2 separate regions of the Gossypium hirsutum genome follow, and region 1 is linked to region 2. The links are chromatin contacts, called in public Hi-C maps. All regions are on one chromosome and are shown on one strand. The core of a region is the stretch at or near the end of the contact, and the rest is flanking DNA. Distances in the headings are between cores, read along the strand shown.

Evidence for each region. Hi-C and Micro-C count contacts between places; a contact is called where the count stands out from the background.
Region 1: a Hi-C map of leaf shows a contact between it and region 2, with 2.8 times the contacts expected there. The contact joins the promoter of LOC107959940 here to the promoter of LOC107955709 in region 2. A contact is called at or near these places in 9 of 34 Hi-C or Micro-C datasets (callus, leaf and petal).

What each region holds. Positions count from the first base shown.
Region 1 is chrA05:48,496,178-48,498,984 of Gossypium_hirsutum_v2.1, reverse strand. It overlaps LOC107959940 (protein TIFY 6B), which reads right to left and starts at 1,278. Exons shown (of 7, transcript XM_016896111.2): 1 at 946-1,278; 2 at 615-793; 3 at 106-383; 4 at 1-7. The coding sequence starts at 1,018.
Region 2 is chrA05:47,922,952-47,925,954 of Gossypium_hirsutum_v2.1, reverse strand. LOC107955709 (microtubule-associated protein 70-4) reads left to right here and starts at 1,263. Exons shown (of 13, transcript XR_005926407.1): 1 at 1,263-1,989; 2 at 2,104-2,189.

The DNA of each region.
Region 1 (2,807 bases), core at 29-2,528, 570 kb before region 2:
ACTTTTCCTAATAAGGATGGCAAAATTACGACCGAAGTTCAGTAACCTGTTGTCAACCTTTTCGATAAAAGCAACTCTACTCGAGCTTAAAATCATTAAACTTACCGTGGTTCGATGCTTCCACCAAAGGAACTGAGGGTGGGAAGAACCGAATGCGGCGGACTCGTAACTGGAATTCCTCCAAGCAATTGTGATTTCATAGCAGTAGTAGTGAAATGATTATTCATAAATGGGTTGGTGGTTGAAACGGGAACTGATTGGTTCGAGACCGGAAACATTTTCATGTCATAAGGCCGTTGAACATGATGTGCATCATGCTGAACAGAAGCAGCTGTGAATGGGAAATGATTGCCTACTCGTTGCCTGTTGTGATTGAAGGATTTCTAGATGGTGAAGACCAACATGGGAAGAGAGAAAGCAGTACCAGTTTAGTATTCACACACAGTAGGAGACATTCTCAATCAATAAATACTAAAAACATGTACATCCGTGTTTCCAGAGTCGTATCTCTATAATCATGTTTTATACAAATACTTAATGTTTAAAAAGGTTCAGAAAAAGTTGATATCTCTGTATCTATGCCTAAAGTAGAAGCAAGGGAAATGAAAGCAAACCTGAAGTTGAGCAGCATCTGGTGGTGAGATATGCATGAAAGCAGGGGATACTATTGAATCATATCCAATTCTTTTAGCGTTATCTACTTGAGCAAAATCAAAACTCATCTGCTGTGGTGGAACAGCTGAAGAAACCTTGTTTGAAATTGGCCATTGAATCCCCAAGCTTTTGGTAAAACCTATCAAATCCCAAACAAAACAACGCCATTACTAAAACTGGAATCTTTAACATGGTTGTCCAAAGAAAGGAAGTTTCTTAAACTAAATGGAGAGTTGATTGAAGAAAAAAGAAGAAAGGTTTAAAGAGGCAAAAAGGGGAGAAAATACACACCAATTTCTTCAACTTCTTCTTTAACCAAAGGGAAGGATTGTTTTGAGTTCAAACCCAGAAAATCTCTCTCCATTTTTTTTTTCCTTTCAATTTATTCTTAATCAAATCAAAATTTGAAGCGAAACCCACCTTAAAAACCATAAACAAGAGGATTTCACTTTCTTAAATCCCTTCTTTTTTTCCTTTTTTTTTTCTTTATTATTAACCACCAAAGAAGGAAAATAACCAAAGGCAAAGCGAAAGGCCAAAGCTTTTATGCGCAAGTTGCAACCACAGAAAAATAAACAGAGGCGAGCAGACAGTGATAGTGTTTTTTTTTTCTTTTTTAAATCTCTTTTTTCCTAACATGCGGGAGTTTTATAAGATAGGATTTTTACAGCGCCGTGACGTATGTTGTACGGCATTCATTTTCTCTCTTCTTTTACTTTTTAACTTTTTTACCCTACCCTATCATTGATTGACTCACACCCAATTGGAAAATTGGGAACTTAAATTCACATGACTCACCTACAAAATCTCTAATAAAAAATACAACATCATCAAAATAAATATAAACTTTCTCTTTGTTAAAAAATTACGAGAGTAATGAATTAGTTATTCCTTTCTCATATATTAAAATATGTGCAAAAATAAAATTAACTAATTAAAATATTACACCAGTTCTCTACTAGCTTCTATTATTATCTATATAAACAGAATTTAACAAAATAATTTATTAAGAGGAGGGATATACTTACACCGATATAAAATATATTGATATAAAATTAAAGTAGTTTTACACATTTCTACGTAGTTTTGTACAATTAATATTTTAATTATTCAACTGTAATATTTCATATTCTATCCATACAAATTATGCTTATCAAATTTGATGTAAATTTTTTAAAAAAATTAAGTCATTCGATAAATATTAATATATATTATTTTAGATTGATGTGATAGATCCGTTTAAAGAGTTTTTTTTACAAAATTAATACAAAACAAAAAACGAAAATGGTATGACAGACAAATTAATTACAAACTACACTGTCAGGCAGCACCACCCAAACTCTGTCACCAATCATTAGCTAATCATATAGTTAGAAAAAAATAATTTTTTTAAATGCTGATGCCTGGCAAATTGGCGGCACCGACAAATATTTATAAAAAATATTTGTATTTCCTCCCAAATATAGTAGAAATGGTATACGAGATAAAAATAATAATCTTTTTGGTGTCGCTTAACACATTGGTAACATCAATGTCTTTTTTCAAAAAAAAAAAAGAAGTTACGGACAAGGAAAAAAAGTCGAAAAGAGAGAGAAGAAAAAGAAGGAAGCTGAAAAAAATGGCTTGGATGGTGAGCCCGTGACCTATTGGTCACGATGAACGGTAGGGTGTCAACCTAGTGCCACTTGACAGGCTAACACCCTGCCGTTCAACGTGACCAATCAATCACGAGCTCACACCCCAAACTATTTTTTTTCTTTTATTTCTTTCCCTTCTTCTATTTATATAAACCGGTCCCTCTCCCCCAATTGAAATTTCAAAAGTAAAGAAGAGAATTTTTTTTTTGTTATTATAGTTTGCTATTTTGAGTTGGAATTTTGGGAGGAAAAATTGTTATAGTTTTAAGGTATGTTTTTATTATTTGTAATAATAATTTATATATTATATATATTTTTATATTTTAATCTATTGTTAATCTTTAGATTTAATATTTAAGATTATATATTTATTTGTAAAAAAGTTGTTTGTGATGGAGTTTTAAGGATAGATTATGATAGTTTTAATGTATGTTTTGCAATTTGTATATTATATGTTTATATTTTATTTTTAATATTTAGATTTAATGTTTAAGATTATATTTTAGTCTGTAAAAA
Region 2 (3,003 bases), core at 14-2,513:
AGTATAAATAATTAGTAATAAATAATATATAATTTTATTAATTATTTAGCATGTCAAAATGTATGAAAAATTATCTTTTGTTAATAAAAATTTCAAATTATTTTAATAAGATTAGTAAATAAAATATAACTTAAAAAAATTAAAACACTAATATTATTAATGTATAAAAATAACATTTTAAACTTAATTCAAGAATATGTTTAAAATTTTTTATGATCATTTGATTTGAGTATAATTATTTATAAATTACTTGTGTGATTACCCAATTCTCACACTTTTTTTGAGAAGTGGATAGTGTAAATCAAACATACCACATATTTGTATCTACAAATACTTGCACCAAATCCAATTGTCCAGTAATTTTTTGAATACATTCTTAAAAAATAAAAATAAAAAAACTCAAATTCTTTTAATACGTTATTAATTTAATTGTAAAAATAAAACTTTTAAAATTAAAAATTTGAGATACATGTAATATAAATTATGTGTGAGTCTCTAATAAAATTTATTTTGATTTAAATTATATTTTGTAAAACCTTAGCATTTGGTTTTGTTGGACATAAATGTTTTCACGTATCACAATAATTTGTGATTAGACCTCTTCAAAAGTTAGATAATTCACCTAACCCAATTTCAGTTAGGTTTAGATAATAATTTTTCACTTTAGGTCGATTCAGTTTAACTCAGTTTAAATTTAATTTAAATAATAAAAATTATTTTTTAAAAAAATAAAAAAATAAAAAAACATAAAATAACAATTAAAATATATTTTATTATTTTATTATTTTAAAATAATAAAACGAGCAACAGTCTAACTCAGGCTGAAAATGGACTTTTAACTTAAAATATATTTTGAAATCGAATTTCAATTGATCCGATTTATATGTAACTCTAATCATAATGTGCACAACATAATATTATATTTATAATTAATTGCACAAATAGGACAAAGTTCAAACACTATTGCTTAATGCTAAATCCGAGTTGCCAATAATATTTATAGAGATTTTCTATCAAACTTTTCCCCTTTGGGTAAAGTAACCGAGACACGCCAGCTACCAAAAATAGCAAATTTCGAATCCCAGTTATAATTTGTTTTATTCTAATTTTTATTGTGAATGTAATTTGTTATTTAATTAAAAATAATCAGAAGTCAAAAAATATTTGGAAAATTCTGAAAGATATATTTTAATTTTTATCGCGAACGTAATTTTAGAAAAGAGAAAATAGAAAAAGGCTGTCGCAATTTTAAGCATCGGAAAAAGAAAGAGGTGGAATCAATTTTCGAAGCGCAACCAGCAGCAGATTTCACTTCTTAAACACACACAGTAATCTCTAATTTCAGCAACTCCATTAATTTAATTTAATTAATTAAGTCTCCATCACTCATTTCTCTTCCTTTCTCTCTCCTCACTCTGTCATTGTAACCAGATTTTAAAATCCATAATCTACAGAGAGAAAATAATAATAATAACATTATTATTATTTTATATATAACTGATTTATCTCTGTCTCAGCTCTAAAGCCATTCTTCTTCACTCTATCTTTTCTATTATCTGAGAATCTGCTGAGCAGTTGTGTATTTCAACTGATTTTCAAACCCTATCGTTTTGGATCCACTTCAAGGTTTAGATGTGAAGAGAACTACTCTGCGTGGAAAGAGTTACTTTTCTTCTTCTTCTTTTTTTTTTTTGTATTTGAAGTGGTGAGAGGAAGTGTTTGGATCAGAGATGGCGGAGATTGCCGGCGAAGCGGCAGAGGTAACAGGCAATGCGAGAAGTGAGTCGCCGGTGAGGATGACTTCGACCACGTCGGGAGCACCTCCGCCTTTGGCGGTGTCGGCGTCGTTTAAGGAGAGTGGAGGGAAAGGTTCGTCGAGGAGGAGAACTGTCAGACCTAGCTTCGATGCGGATAACGACTTCATTACGTTGCTTCACGGTTCGGATCCGGTGAAAGTTGAGCTTAATCGGTTGGAGAATGAAGTTAGAGGTCTGGAATGTGGCTCGATCTAGTTGTTTTTCGCCTCGATTCGGTTCAATTTAGCTGCTTTTAGTTAACGGTTAACCGTTTCCTTTTATTTTAATATTTTGGATATGTTTACAGATAAAGATAGAGAATTGGGAGAAGCACAAGCCGAAATTAAGGCATTAAGGATGTCTGAAAGGCTAAGAGAAAAGGCTGTCGAAGAGGTTGATTAAATTATTATTATTAATTATTAGGTTTTAATTTAATAAAATAATTAAATTGTGAAAACGCCTTAGTAATACTGGTAGTTAAAAGTAGTAATTTATTTCGAAATGTTTTGAAATTTTCTTATTTTTCGTTAAATTATGTCTGTTCTTAGTGGAAAGTTCACTGCTTTTCCTCCCCTTTTTTGGATGTTTGATTTCTGGGGAAAAAGAACTCAATTTATTTGAAGTTTAGTGATGGATAATCTGCTGAAACTGATGGAAGAAGGGGCTGTTTGCTATGTTTCTCCACTCTTCAATTTTCATGAATTATTAGTGCTGATGCGCATCCATACATTGGTCTATGGAGATGATGACGCTCCACGGACTCTCCAATTACGTAGAAAACTAACATACCCATGTCGAATGCTACTCCTATCTGACACTCATTTCGTGACCCAGTAACATAGGCTGTTTGTATATCACTGTATATTGTAGTTTTACTGAAGTAGATCCTGTAAACTTTATATGTAAATTTGCTCTGCCTGCCTGTGTCTTCATTGCTGATAGCAAATCTCTGTTCTTTGTATGGTTGGAAAGTTGGCTTTCTGGTATTTGGGTGAACAATTTACTGTGCATTTTACTCTTGAAGTCATGTTTGGTAGAGTTTCATCGTTGTTATTGGTTAGTAATTTTAGAAAGTCAGTGATGGGCCGTCTCATCTAGCATTATGAATAATTTTTTAATGCTTTATCAGACTTCTTTGTCAGATTCCTTGTAGTATCTGTATCTTTTTATTTTAAGATTGCATATTATGGAAAATTAATTTAAGGTT